4 separate regions of the Mus musculus genome follow, and all the other regions are linked to region 1. Evidence: chromatin contacts called from public HiChIP or PLAC-seq, Micro-C and promoter capture Hi-C data. All regions are on one chromosome and are shown on one strand. The core of a region is the stretch at or near the end of the contact, and the rest is flanking DNA. Distances in the headings are between cores, read along the strand shown.

What was found. A called contact is a pair of places that touch in the nucleus more often than the background predicts. HiChIP or PLAC-seq counts read pairs in DNA pulled down with a chosen protein or histone mark. Capture Hi-C pulls out chosen DNA fragments and counts their contacts.
Region 2: a Micro-C map of embryonic stem cells shows a contact between it and region 1, with 4 times the contacts expected there. The contact joins the enhancer-like site here to the promoter of Sord in region 1. A contact is called at or near these places in 1 of 39 promoter capture datasets (the C10 cell line), 17 of 484 Hi-C or Micro-C datasets (the G1E-ER4 cell line, Sertoli cells, cortical neurons and 7 more), 9 of 115 datasets of contacts at active chromatin or transcription factors (the SCID.adh cell line, effector CD8 T cells, embryonic stem cells and 4 more) and 3 of 9 other capture datasets (adipose tissue, liver and pancreatic islet).
Region 3: a promoter capture Hi-C map of adipose tissue shows a contact between it and region 1. The contact joins the promoter of Trim69 here to the promoter of Sord in region 1. A contact is called at or near these places in 23 of 39 promoter capture datasets (the 3T3-L1 cell line, 3T3-L1-derived adipocytes, the C10 cell line and 15 more), 1 of 15 datasets of contacts at CTCF or cohesin (CD8 T cells), 7 of 484 Hi-C or Micro-C datasets (CD4 T cells, cerebral cortex, embryonic fibroblasts and 4 more), 4 of 115 datasets of contacts at active chromatin or transcription factors (the 230-238 cell line, bone marrow-derived macrophages, embryonic stem cells and 1 more) and 4 of 9 other capture datasets (adipose tissue, liver, macrophages and 1 more).
Region 4: a contact with region 1 is called in an HNF4G HiChIP or PLAC-seq map of pancreatic cancer cells. The contact joins the promoter of Spg11 here to the promoter of Sord in region 1. A contact is called at or near these places in 1 of 39 promoter capture datasets (erythroid cells), 17 of 484 Hi-C or Micro-C datasets (CD4 T cells, LSK cells, cerebral cortex and 9 more), 8 of 115 datasets of contacts at active chromatin or transcription factors (the SCID.adh cell line, embryonic stem cells, epiblast stem cells and 4 more) and 3 of 9 other capture datasets (adipose tissue, liver and pancreatic islet).

The regions. Positions count from the first base shown.
Region 1 is chr2:122,233,344-122,236,695 of GRCm38.p6, reverse strand. It overlaps Sord (sorbitol dehydrogenase), which reads right to left and starts at 1,857. Exons shown (of 9, transcript NM_146126.4): 1 at 1,738-1,857. The coding sequence starts at 1,803.
Region 2 is chr2:122,347,771-122,351,187 of GRCm38.p6, reverse strand. Duox1 (dual oxidase 1) reads right to left here. Exons shown (of 33, transcript NM_001099297.1): 33 at 3,216-3,417. It overlaps Shf (Src homology 2 domain containing F), which reads left to right. Exons shown (of 7, transcript NM_001374011.1): 7 at 1,649-2,296. The coding sequence ends at 1,835. Among named protein-coding and RNA genes, the nearest start is that of Shf, 20 kb to the left of the region's middle. Within about 2 kb of position 2,152, at least 252 of the 459 cell types and tissues checked have an H3K27ac peak or open chromatin away from gene starts, as enhancers often do. A contact at or near this core is called in the G1E-ER4 cell line, the SCID.adh cell line, adipose tissue and 10 more, where this site is marked.
Region 3 is chr2:122,159,273-122,162,627 of GRCm38.p6, reverse strand. Trim69 (tripartite motif-containing 69) reads right to left here and starts at 1,920. Exons shown (of 7, transcript NM_080510.3): 1 at 1,732-1,920. The coding sequence starts at 1,737. All of the region lies in intron 2 of Patl2 (protein associated with topoisomerase II homolog 2 (yeast)), which reads left to right.
Region 4 is chr2:122,116,801-122,120,203 of GRCm38.p6, reverse strand. Spg11 (SPG11, spatacsin vesicle trafficking associated) reads left to right here and starts at 1,818. Exons shown (of 40, transcript NM_145531.2): 1 at 1,818-2,083. The coding sequence starts at 1,836. It overlaps Patl2 (protein associated with topoisomerase II homolog 2 (yeast)), which reads left to right. Exons shown (of 18, transcript NM_026251.2): 18 at 1-96.

The sequences.
Region 1 (3,352 bases), core at 608-3,107:
CAACACATCCCCTCTCTCATTTATCACCCAAATTACACACTCTGTGTTGACACTAAGTGTGAGAAAACTTCAATTACTGTAGTAGGGAAAAGGGAATCCAGTCTCCCAGGCAGCCAGAGGCCAGGCTGGGTCTTAGGTTTCCTTCCTGCTTGTCTCAGCAAAGTGGCTCAACTCCTGTTTTTCTAGAGCTATGCCCTGGACATAGGCCAGTTTCTGGACTTACTGGTGGCTGGGAAAGCATCTCTGGGAAAGCCTAAGCTCTCTTTCCCTTCAAGCCCTGTTGGAATCCTGCTTTAGATATTAGGAATGGGTGTTTCTCCAAAGAATTCCAAAGAATGTGAGCTCAGGAGGCAAGGGTTTTTATCAGCAGACCCTGCCCCTAGTCCACTCAAATGGAAGCTAAGCCTCAGTTGCCCAACCCATCCTCCATGGAAAGACCAAACTGTGGCTGTGTGGCATTGCAGTGGTGGCACACGCCTTTAATCCCAGCACTCGGGAGGCAGAGGCAGATGGATTTCTGAGTTCAAGGCCAGCCTGGTCTACAAAGTGAGTTCCAGGACAGCCAGAACTACACAGAGAAACCCTGTCGGGGGGGGGGGGGGGAGAGAGAGAGAGAGAATGAGAATCACAAATCACTGTGTCTCTTTAATTTTAATGCAGGATGTTGAGTAGATGTTCAAATGTGATTGGAGAGAGCACTAGAAATTGAATTTGAATCTGACTGAGTTCTTGTCTTGGCTGTTAACTAACCAAGGCTACCATCTTGGGAACCACAACGATTCTTGGTTTGGAATCCACAGAAGTCTACAGGTGGAAGAGTTAAGGAACTCAGAAAATGCTTAGTCTGCAACCACAGATAAACCACTGAGGACAGGCTATTAAACAGACAAGAACTCTTCATCTGAATGAGTCTCTCCTGGTACATGTTCTTTGAATGGGAAGGAGACAGACTCTAGGGTGCAGGAGAGATGGCTGGTATCCAATCTCCAAACTGCATGCCCGCTGAGATGGACTTTGTCAAGGGAACTTTGGCATGACCACAAAGATGACTCGGCAAATGTCTGAACTTTGGTTCAGGGGGCAGAACTAAGTTTAAAGCCAGAGGCAGAGGTAAACAGAATGAATGCTCCAAGGTAGTGATCCAGATGTGGACTAAAGGAGATAAGCACCAGGCTATATCCCCAGTTAAAATGCATTATTAACACTTACTGAATGCTAGGCCCTCTCATGATAATAATTCTGCTATGGGATATTATCAGTTCCAAACAAAAAGGATTAAATAGAAACTTCACTGCTTTTAAATGCCACCATGCCACCTTTTTCTGTCCTCCACTGTCTACAAGAGAAGATCTGGGTAGATCCTAATCCTGGAAGTCTCCCTCTGACCCTTCTGAAGAGCAATAACAACAGTGTGAGTTTGCAGCTATTAGAGTCGAAGGCTTGATTAGTTTTCAACGGTCCTGGGCACAGGTCACGTGCCTGGCGCCCGGTCTAGGCTCTGGGAGCACGCGACCAGAACTCTCTCTAGAGATAGATAACAATTACCCCACCCCCACCTCCCGGTAACCAGCTGAGATCTGGGTAAACCCAGGCAGTCAGGGGTGCTTGGCACGGGCTATCTGCCAGCTCTATGAGCAACAGAACTTGGGAGTGGGTACCACTGCTGAGCCTGCCAGAGGGGCAAACCGGAGCTGGGTGGGTGACTGCCTGAGTTCCCACACTCCTTCCCCTTTTTACCAGGCGGATGTCTCCAGGTCCGTGCACCACCAGGGACAGGTTCTCGCCCTTAGCTGGAGCTGCCATGTTGCTCTCTTGCTTCGAGGTGTCCGCTGGACCCGGCGGGGAGCTGGTGGTTCTGCTCGTCCAACCGCCAAGGGTCTGGAGTAAGGGGCTGGGGCGGAGCCTAGAGAAGGCGAAGCGCGGGCCCGGGGCGGGGCCTGCGCACTTGACAGCCAGGAGGCGGGGTCGCGCGAGGTGGGAGGGGGGAGGCGGGGGACGAGACTTCACTCAGACTTAGCAAGCCAGAGTAAAGAGAGAAAGCAGCCTACGGAGGCCGTGGGGGATTTGTGGCTGCAGAAGACCCGGCTAGCACCCCTCGAACAGCAAGTTTAAGTCTGAGGTGGAGCGCGGGTGTTTTGTGTTACTAACGGGAACAGTGCGCTGCTGCAGGCAGGACGCCGCGAGCGCTCTGAAAAAAAAAAAAAAAACAAAAACAAAACAAAAAACCGCTGTCTTTCCAGCAACCGACAAAGGGCCTGACACTCGCAGGAGTGAAAGAAGGAATGTATGTGTCACGTGGTCCTGATGCATCTGCATCAAGATGCTGTAGGGCAGAATTTGCAAGCCTTTCTCTTTAAAGGCTTTCTCGCTTTCCATTGGCAGCCGGATTTCTGCCCAGATCCCGCCTTTAGTGCTCCCCAGTCAGGACAAACAGGTTTTTACTTTAGAGATGGAGCTTGCTGCCCCTTTCCTTAGCTATCCATTCCCTTCCTTTCCCTTCTTCTGTGTAGCCTTGGCTGGCCTGGAATTTGCTCTTTAGACCAGGCTGGCCTTGAACTCAGAGCTCTTTCCAGCATCATACCTACTACTAGTCTTCCGAGAATTATCACCAGAGCTCTCAGCTCTTGATGTCTCCCTGTGAGGATGGAACGGAGTCTTACATTCTTTAGCAGCAACTCCTGGTGCACTAGAAAACCCGCCGAGGCTGTTTTATTTATTCACAAGAAGGCAATGAGATGTTTGGCACGCGAGGAGAGCTTAATGGAGACGGATACCAAATAAGAAAGGGGGAGTGGAAGCCGGGCGTGGTGGCGCACGCCTTTAATCCCAGCACTCTGGAGGCAGAAGCAGGTGGATTTCTGAGTTCGAGGCCAGTCACTATACAAAGTGAGTTCCAGGACAGCCAGGGCTACACAGAGGAAACCCGGTCTCAAAAAACAAAAAAAATTGTCTTTGTTTTTGTCTACAGAGTGAGTTCAGGGCAGCCAGGGCTACACAGAGATACCCTGTCTCGAAAAACCAAAATAAATAAATAAATAAATAAATAAATAAATAAATAAATAAATAAATAAGTGGTCTGCCTGAATGTATGTGTGTGCACGACTGGGTGAATGGTGTCTCTGGAGGATATAAGACCGAACTGGATCTTCTGGACCTGGAGTTACAGATGGTTGTGAGCTGCCCTTTGGCTGCTGGGAATTAAACCCGGGTTTTCTGCAAGAGCAACAAGTGCTCTTAACTACTGAGTCATTCCTCCGGCCCCAGGATGGATTTTTTAATGTATTTTTTAATTGAAATGCTAACAAATTTCTAATTACAGTTCTTCCCCCAGCCTAACCCCTGCCCCCCAAAA
Region 2 (3,417 bases), core at 903-3,402, 110 kb before region 1:
TCTGACTGGAGGGTAGGGGCTAGCTAATGCTGACTTCCTGGGTTCAGGGGATGGGAGAGGCAGTGGAAGGTGTTCTCAGAGTTTTGAGGTACAGGTTAAAGCTGTCCAGTGTCTCACTGTTGCCCTCAACAGCCTGAGTTCCCTCCAGGGTTTTAGGGATCTCAGCTCAGGCCAAACCAGGATTGATGGCCTGAAAGAGTTTCAGGACCAGCCAATTTATGAAGCAAACTTGGAGGGTTTTGTTTTGGTTTTGGTTTTTGGTTTTTTTTGTTGTTGTTGTTGTTTTTGTTTTTGTTTTTGTTTTTGTTTTTCGAGACAGGGTTTCTCAGTATAGCCCTGGCTGTGCTGGAACTCACTCTGTAGACCAGGCTGGCCTTAAACTCAGAAATCCGCCTGCTTCTGCCTCTGGAGTGCTGGAATTAAAGGAGTGCGCCACCACGCCCGACTTTGGGGTTTTTTTATTAAAGTTATTTTAGTATATAGTTAAGCATGAGGATTAAGAGACAAAGACGGCTCAGAAGAAAATAAGATAGAGTCACATGTGAGCACCGTACCTAAAGGGAGAGGGAGCAGCCTCACCTCTTTGCTCTCTTTTGTTCTTACTGTAGCCATATACGGGATCTGGGTTGGGTCTGACTGTCTTATCACTGGTGGGCTCTTGATAGGACTACTATCACTAAGGTAAAAGTTTAATCCCTGGGAACACAGGAAGGCGGGACAGCTTTGCTGTAGAAAGGGCTTGTTTCGCCCCACAAATTTCAACCAAACTATAGTATAGGAAAAAGAATGAGCCCCTCCACAAGGTCATACACACTCAGGCCTTAAGACCTGCTCAACATAAAATCTTTGTATTTAAAAGACGTATTAAGTCTGTGTCAGCCGCCTTTGCCGCAGATGTCGGTTGTGCTGGAACTGCTTGCTTCTTCTCTGATGGAAAGAGGTTGCAATCAGACTCCAGGCTGGGGGGCTCCCATGCCCTCTCATCTCACCTCCACACCATAATTCCTTTGTCTGTCCTACCCAACTCTGGGTAGGTAATGCTAACCGAGTCTCCAGATGATGTCACTCCAGGCCTAAGGGCTGGCTGGCTGGACTGAGAGGGTCTGACTTGGTGTAAGACCCACAGACTGGTGCTGCCATATAGCTCAAGAAGGGGAAACTGAGCATAAGGCCGGGCTGTAGTCAGTTGCTAAGGTGCTGGCTAGTCTGTCCAAAGCCCTGGGTTCTGGGCTCAGTACCCCATACACTGGCATACACCTATAATTAAGAGGTGGAGACACAGACTAGCCTGACCTGTATGAATCGGTCTCAAAAGTCCAGGTAGGGTTAAACTGGCCTTAGCCAAAGGCTATGGGCTAGGGTCACAGAATTGGAGGGTGCGGGGCACCCCACTTTCCACCAGCACACACCCTGTATACTCACCACACACACATTCTTGGTACAATGAGCGTCCTCACCACAAAGCCAGTGCCTCATGCTACCTACTCAACCCTCTCCTCTCCTCCCCTCCCCTCCCCTCCCCCACCATCCCGTCTCTGTCCACCTCCCACTTGAAGCTGGCTTTGGAATCACACTTGCTGGGAGAGTCGGGGTAGAAGTAGGGGACTGAGGAGAACCCCTGGTCACCGGGATCTCTTTCTCTTCCTAGGAGCAGTCAGGGCTTCATGCACATGAAGCTGTCCCGGACTAAGGAACACAAGTATGTGTTGGGCCAGAACAGCCCACCCTTCAGCAGCGTCCCTGAAATCGTGCACCACTATGCCAGCCGCAAGCTGCCCATTAAGGGAGCGGAACACATGTCCCTGCTCTACCCTGTGGCCATCCGGACTCTGTAGATGTGAGACCAGGGCACTATGATAGACCTGGACCCAGTCCTTGTCACCTGCACGGGGGCAGCGGTTCTTACCAAGGACATGATGTCAGAAACCTGGCTTCCCCTTGTCCTAGGATCTAGCAGGCGCTGAAGATTCCTTAATTTATTATAAAGGGGAGGGAATCCTGGGCCTTGGAATAAAGGGACTGTGTGGAGCTGGGCACCGAGGAGAGCCTGAGGAGGAAGGGGTCTCCCCGCCCCAGTCAGACACTAGGGAGGGAGTGGCGACCTCCCTCCCGCACCACCCACCCTCCGCATCCTCCCTTCTCCCCGTCCCCAGCGGGCCGCCCGGGCTCCGGGCCAGAGGCTCGGCCAGGCAGAGCTGCGGCTGCCGGCGCCGCCCAGGGGCTGCCGGGAGGGGGCGGGGAGCGAGCCCGACTATAAATTGAGGCTGGAGCCGACGCCGGCCGCCTGCGAAAAGCACTTTCCGAGCATCCACTCGCTTCCTTTGACCAAACACCTCACGCCGGGCAGGGGGCGTCCAGGCCGCGTCGCTCCTGCCATTGCTCCCGAGCGAGCCCGGCTTCCCGCCAGCAGCGAGCGGTTTGTCTGGGAGGCGCCGAGAGACAAAGAGGCAGCGCGCCAGGCTGACGGCGCGGATGGCGCTGCCACGCGGGCGGGAGGCGCGCTTCCCTGAGGCGGCGCGCTCCCGCTCCTGGCTGGCTGGCTGGGCGCGCCGTGTCCCTTTCCCTTAGCTCCCTCTGGTGGCCGGGTCTGGGGCCACGCACCTCAGCCGACCCCCGTGGGTCCGGGGCCTTCCCGCTGCTCCACAGACAGGTTCTGTGGGAGCCAGACGCCCTCGGGACGGTTGTCCTCTTAGGACAACCTGAGGCCCCTTGCTTGCCTCAACCCAAGCCCGCGGTGCATTAGCGCTGATTAGAATCAGTTGGGAATTTCTCCAAAGTGAGGATGTGTGATCTGAGAAACGAGGTATTCCGAATAGATCATTTGGCATTGGGCACCTTTTCAGAAACTCTCTGAAGGTTGCTCTGCCTTTGAATGATAGGAAGAGGACCCACCATTTTGCACCTGAGAAAACAGGCCTAGAGGGGTTAGGAGACATCTATCTCCTCATGCTGCCTGGAAGACCTTGTCTCAGGGCAGAGCTAGAATAGCTGATGCCCTGGAGGAAGCCAGGCCGACTGCAGCTCCCTGAGGACTCCTCTCTGTCCTTGTGATCCGCTGTCAGCAGCCTAACACCAGAGTGAGGAAGGGCTTTTCAGTCTTCGCTGCTTTTATTCAGTAGATACTGGAGAGATGCCTGGACCACCGTGGCAAAGCCCACTGGGTGGATGATTTCCTTAGCTCCACCTTGACCTAAGGCAGCAAAAAAGAAACTCCAAAGGGGGAAACACCGTTTATTTGCAAAACAGACCACTAGAAGAGGGAGATGGGGCTGAGGGGCACTGCTCCAGGCGGTTAGTGGGCACAGAAAGGTCTGACTACATTTTACATTTTGAGAGATCAGTTGTTCAGTTAGGCTGGTCCTGAGGGTTTCTGTAAGTTGCCCCTGGCTACTCTAAGACATCTCCCAACCATTTTGA
Region 3 (3,355 bases), core at 671-3,170, 74 kb after region 1:
AACTGCTGAAAAACACCGTGAGATACATTGTAGAACACAAAAAACATGGCCCAGAAGTCATTAAAGAAACATGGTGAATTTGAGGCCAGTCTGAGTCTACATATCGAATTCCAAGACAACAAGAGCTGAGAGAGACCCTGTTGGAAGGAAGGAAGGAAGGAAGGAAGGAAGGAAGGAAGGAAGGAAGGAAGGAAGGAAGGAAGGAAGGAAGGAAAGGAAGAAAAGGAAGAAGGAAGGACAGACAAAGGCAGGATCTGGCATATACATTTTAAACAAAAAGCAAAAGAAATGGAGAGGTGGCAGGTAGAATCAGTTCATTAATAGAGATAAGAATTACAAAGGAAAGGGCTAGAAAGACTGCTCCATTGTTAAGAGCATTTAAGTCCTTAGAGGACTAGAATTCAGATCCCAGAACTCATAAATCTCTGTAATTCCAGCTCCAATGGATCAAAGTCTTCTGTCCTCCTTGGACACTCTCACACACACCCACACTCTAAAAAACATTTATAGCCTAGTGGTGGTGGCGCACACCTTTAATCCAAGCACTCAGGAGGCAGAGGCAGGCAGATCTCTGTGAGTTCAAGGCCAGCCTGGTCTACAGATGGAATTCCGGGACAGCCAGGGCTACACAGCAAAACCCTGACTTAAAACAAAACAAACAATTACAGAAAAAACCAACGAGGAAAGCTGTTGCATTACATTAACTATGCCACTGTCCTCTGTCTCTTCCTGAGCTCTTATGGCCAGCACATTACTTGGCTGTGGTAGGGGCTTAAGGAATGTGTTGGAAGTAGCTTGTCTGAATCTCTGCTCTTTAAGAATACTCTTGGTCTCCACCCTCTTGAAACCTGAAACCCTCTCCTTTGGCCCCGAGTGCACTACTACCCTGGTTCTTTCCCCATGAGTAATTTCCATCCCCCTTTCTATTCTTAGTATCTTCTCTGGCTTTCTTCTAGCTCTGCTCTCTTTTAACAAGTGAGTAATTTCCTGACTTCGTGTTCAGCCTCACAGAAGTAAATCCTAAATCTGTACCTCTGGGTTCTGACCCACTCGGCATCCGGATCCATGTACTGAGATTCCTTGATGGGTTTCCGTGGAAACCCGGCTTCCTTAAAGTAAATCGATGTTTTCTTTTGTCTGTCAACACTAAAGTTTAGAATACTAACTTCCTTTACTTTAGTTTTAAGGTGTTAATTTAAGACGTTTAACTGGGCTGGTGAGATGGCTCAGCAGGAAAAGATGCTTGCTCCCAAGCCCGACGACCCAAACTCAGTCCCTGAGATCCACATGGTGGAAAGAGTGAACCTAATCCTGCAGATTTTCCTCTGACTTCCACACATGTGCTCTGGTATGCACGCCCACATATCTACACAAAATACACAAATGTGATTTCTAAAAATGTTTAACTGCACCTCTGTTGTAAATATAACATACCAAGACCTATAGTATGAAAAAATGTTATAACTAATAATTCTTCATCTAAAGATAGTAGTTATATTGATAAAGAGGTTAACTTTTGTATAATGTTTGTCTTAATTATCAAAAAGTTATGGTGGACCTCCTTACTTTCTTACCCACATCTCTAATTTCTGTTTATCCAAAGGCCTAGAGTTTAGAAGGTAAAGGCTACATGTTAAATATTTCTTTGATTTCCCTTCTTGATCCACAATCAATACCCTGTTTCCTACCCTGTGTGTAGAAAACCCGCTGAGTGGTTAGAGAATAACTTACCTCCATGAAACTTGGTCATTAGGCCACCAGGGGGCAGAGTCAGGCAACTTGGCTTTGCTCAGTGAGCCCAGGATGGCTGCAGACCAAGAGTTCTGGGCCTGTTAGTATGCTAGGAATGGACTCAGAGCCCATGAGAGGAGGAGGGAGAAGAGAGTTCAGGAGCTGAAGAAGACAGACAAGGCCAAAGCTAGAGATCCAGCAGGTTCCGTGACAGTTTGTCAGTTGCTTTGATGATATTCGCGTCTGAGATAGACAAACTCTGATTGGATTGGAATGACCTGCCAACCCCTTTTATTATTTTATTTGGGATGGGATTCTTTTAAACTTCAGGTGGTAATCTAATTTTTAAATGTTTAATCTTGAGTTATGTGTGAGTATGTTTGTGCTCGAGTGTGTGTCATGTATGGAGGTGCCCACAGAGGCCAGAGAGGTGGATCAAATTCCCTGGAGCTGGAGTTACAAGTAGTTGTGAACTACCTGATGTGAGTACTGGGAGCCAAACTCTGGTCCTCTGTAAGCACCATAAATACTCTTAATGGCTGAGCCATCTCTCCAGCCCTGGTAATGTAATTTTAAGGTTTTCAGATCTCACTTGGGAATGAGGCTGCTCGAGGGAAGAGAGAACAAACAGCAGCATCAGCTGTACCCCTGACTGGAGCGGCTTCTCTTTATCCTAGCTGGACCCGTCACCTCCAGACACAGAGCCTTTCAGGGGTAGCTGTTTGGCTCTCCCTGTCTTCTTGGCATCTCCTGAAGCAGACCTGATCAAGTAGCAGGGTCTGGAGCTGGACCCTAAGGCAGCAGGGAAAGATGCTGTTCACACAGCTTTCTCTAAAAGTCTAAGTAAGCACTTTTAGCTTAGACGCTCGTCCCTAGACCATGCTCAAGTCTGGGAGCCCGCGGGTTTGATGTTTTGCTTACAGTAATTCTAACTCAGTATATTGCCTTGAGTGGTTAGTGTCTGCCTGCTATCCAGCCTTAGCATGGACAACAGCATGCCAGAGTTAGAGACTGCCCACAAATGCCTTGCTTCTCTGGCTTTGCACAGGCTGCCCCTCCTGCCAAGAGAGTTGCTGAGAAGTCAGAGCAGGCTGTGTGCAGCAGCAGCACCTGGCAGATGTTTCTATCACTGCTCTGGGTATACTACATTCTTCCTTTCATTAAACCGATTTGTCTTCAGATCTCTTTCCCAAGAAACCGCAAGCTTCTTGTGAGAAAGAACTGTCTTCTTAGCCCCCAGGCCTTCCATGCTATCACTCTGTAGTAAACACTGGCTTAGTGAGAGAGTTCGAGGGGCCCTGTGAATGATCTGCACACCCTCCTTCTGTCTGCTTGTTTTCTTAGATTTCAGGGTTATTGTCGTTGTTTGTGTTTGTTGTTTGGTTGATTGGTTTGGGTGGGTTTTGTTGTTATTTTGTATTTGTTTTGGATTTTGGTTTTCAAGACAGAGTTTCTCTACATAGCCTACATTCTGGCTGTCCTAGAACTCACTATGTAGACTAAGCTGGCTTCAAACTCACAGAGATTTCACCTACCTCTGCCTCCCAAGTGCTGGGAATAAATGCCCTGCATGCATGTTTTGTTTCTGTGTTTGGTGCTAAGGTTGAGCGGAGTGCCTTGTAGA
Region 4 (3,403 bases), core at 569-3,068, 120 kb after region 1:
ATTACAACGAAGGACATTTTTTTGAATATGTCAAGAATATCCTTCCTAATAAGGGGAAAGGCCTTGTATTTAATAAAAGTCTAATCTGGGATGTTGCTTCCGTGTTGCCAGACTTTATGTAAACCAAACAGTTCAGCTAAGGCTGAGAGATTTGGATATAAGCATCTTCCTTGACATAAGAAAATAACATGGGGACTGGAGAGATGGCTCAGTGGTTAAGGGCACTCAATGCTCTTCCAGAGGTCCTGAGTTTAATTCCCAGCAACCACATGGTGGCTCACAACCACCTTTAATGAGATCCCATGCCCTTTTCTGGTGTGTCTGAAGACAGCTACAGTGTACTCATAAATAAAGTAAATTTAAAAGAAAGAAAGAAAGAAAGAAAGAAAGAAAGAAAGAAAGAAAGAAAGAAAGAAAGAAAGAAAGAAAGAAAGAAAGAAAGAGAAGAACATGGCAGCATTTTGTCAAATGAAGTCCTGCATTCATCAAGAAATACTAAAGTACCTTTTATGAGCCAGGCTGGGATTCAGGCAGGAAGATAACAGTGGTGCACAGGTCTCTGCTATTTCCAGGCTTACATAGAGTTTGGTCAGGAATTGACATAAAATGTTAATTAGTCATAAATACTATGATTTGAGAGTGACTGGAATAGAGAGGGGCTTTAGACTTTAGACTGAGCCAGGAAGGCATGTTAGCAGGTTGCCATTAAGTCAAAATGTTCAGTTTGTAGAAGTGGCTGTGTTAGAAAGACACTGTTAAGTAGGCATGGAGGCATAATCCTGTATTCCTAGAACCTGAAAAGCTGGTGAAGGAGGATCAGGTGTCTAAGGCCACTAGAGAACCTTTATCAAATAAATAGCTTGACCAAATGCCTTTTCAATAGCTCTCTACCTCTTCTCTTCTGTATCAGATTGTACTTTCCTGAGAAAAACAGAAGAAATTGAAAGGTGAACTATTTCACCATCTCTACTCTGTATGCATCCATCTGTTACAAAGGATATCGTTTGACTTCAATCTCCATGTTAACCTTCATGTTTGTAACAGAGTCCTTGGTGGAGGACCACAAAGAATAGATTGTTTGACCTCAAAAGGAGATCTATTGGTCTGAGAAGTTTACACTCCCAAATCCTGAGACTGGGTACCCACGGGTACAAGAAAATTCATCTCGAAGGGTCTGAAAATTAGTTTTTGCAGTCAGGAGGAGGAAGGGCTTGTAGAATTTATTTTATTTTATTTTATTTTATTTTTGGTAAACTGCTCTTCAAAACTTCCTGATGGGGGAAATGAGTCAGATTGATTTTTCAAACTCTGGGATCCCAGGCATCTGATGGAGATAGTTGCTTTCCAAAACTCCATACCACTCCGTAGAGGGGCCGATTTCTCGAAGCCGGGGATGGGGGGAGGGGGTCTGTTGTGAAGCCCTGCTTTTTTTTTTTTTTTTTAAAATGGTAGAGGGTTCTTTATTAGTTCTAGACTTTAAAAGAGTACTTGCTACCAAGAAAAGCGCACTACCAGATGCCTGTTAACCGAGCAGCACAAAAAGTGAAGAGGAGCCAGCAACAGGGTTTCAATGGAGTAAGAAGCACCTGCCTTAGAAATCTTTGGTAGCAAGGACAGCACAAGCAGCTGAAAGGCCCTGGCGTATTATTGAATTGAGCTGAGCAGGGAGGGGCAGGCGTGGTTTTTGCAGGATTCCGTTTAGAGCCGCCTCCACCCCAAGCTGAGCAAATGCCGGGCGCAGGACCGCCTCTCTCGTGAGAGTCACAAGGTCCGAATCACTGCGCAGGTCCGTGACGCATTCGGGCGCCTCTACCGGAAGGACCGCCCAGGCCAAGATGGCTGCCCAGCCAGGGCCCGGAAGTGCTGCCTCCCCCGGCTGTGCCGGGGCCATGGAGCGGGTCCTGCCCATGCTGCTGGTGCGGATCCCAGCTGAGGAGACGGCGCAGCTGGGACCGCGGGCGCAGCTGCACCGAGAGCTGGAGGCCCTGGGGAGCCTGACGGCTGCGGGCAGTCTCCAAGTGCTTTCCTTGGCGCCGGGCAGCAGGGGTGGGAGCAGCTGCTGCCTCCCAGGACCCTTTAGGCAGTAAGTGCTGCGGGACGGCTGCAGGCTGTGGGAGGAGGCTGAAATCTGAGCCGCTCCGGAGGGGAGTCCTGGGCTCGCCTCTCGCCGGCCCCTGGGTTGGTGGGAGAGGATGAACCACTGGGGAGCCTCCTCAGGATCGAGCCCCGTGCCTCTCGGAACCTTTCCCATCCCGAAGTGAAATCCTCACCTTGTTGCAACTCACGGCTCACTTCCTGGGTGGACAGAGAAGATGTCTCACTCCTTGATAGCCCCTGCAAACCCTGGATGGGTCTCAGCACAGGTCCTGTTTCTTTAATTCAATACAGATTGTCACTGAAAGGAGTTCTAAGCCTATCTTTCTCTACCTCCTCCTCCCCCTCTTCACTATGTATCCCTAGGTATTCTAGAACTCGAAATATAGCCTGGAGCCTACAGAGATCGGCCTGTCTCTGCCTGCACTACCAGACAGTCTACTTTGTTTTAAAATGCCAGATAAGGCTTATTTCTAAAGCATTTTTTTTTGTCTCTAAAATAATGTTTTCTTGCAAACACAGCCACCACCACGCCCACTCCAGCCCCTGCTCCTCTTTAAACTTGTCCATTCATTTACACAAGTGCTCTGAGGTCACTGAACGGTATTCCAGCCCTACGTTTTCCATGTTTAAATCACAGTCTCAAGATATAGCCAGATTGGCTTGCAATTCACAATCCTCCTGTTTTACCCCTTCTAATGCTGAGATTACAGGCTTGTATACTCCATACCTGGCATGTCCGCTGTTTCTTAGACATGAGGCTCCCATGGATTGAGAAGGTAGAGAATTACAATATTATATTGCTTTCCACTTTTCATAAAACAGTTTACATCATAAAGTTTAGAAGTCCCCTGAGTATATGCTGACCTTTTTAATAAAGGGAAGTAAGTATTTTAGGATCAATCTATATGAGACTGTATAGCCAACAGGTATCTCACTTTGAGTCTCCAGGCTCTTCAACAGCTCTATAGACACAAGATGAGTTTGCTGAGTCAGCAAGTATTTTAACCCATCTTTTTACCCCCTTGTGATACGGTCTCATGGAGCTCAGGCTGGCCTGGACCCAAGGATGCCTGTGAGTTCCCAACCCTCTTACCTCCTCCTCTCCAATGCTGGAATTATAAGCACGTACTTCCATCCCAGCTTTCTACTGTTCTCATGTCTGGTGTGTGTTGGAGTGCCTGTGTGTTCTTGGTATATAAAGGCAGAAATGGGAACTGTCAGTGTTTCTAATAAGAACCTCATAGCCACCCCATTTAATATAAACTTATTATTGTAGAAAAGCAAAGTTTTTAAAAGAAGTTGAAAC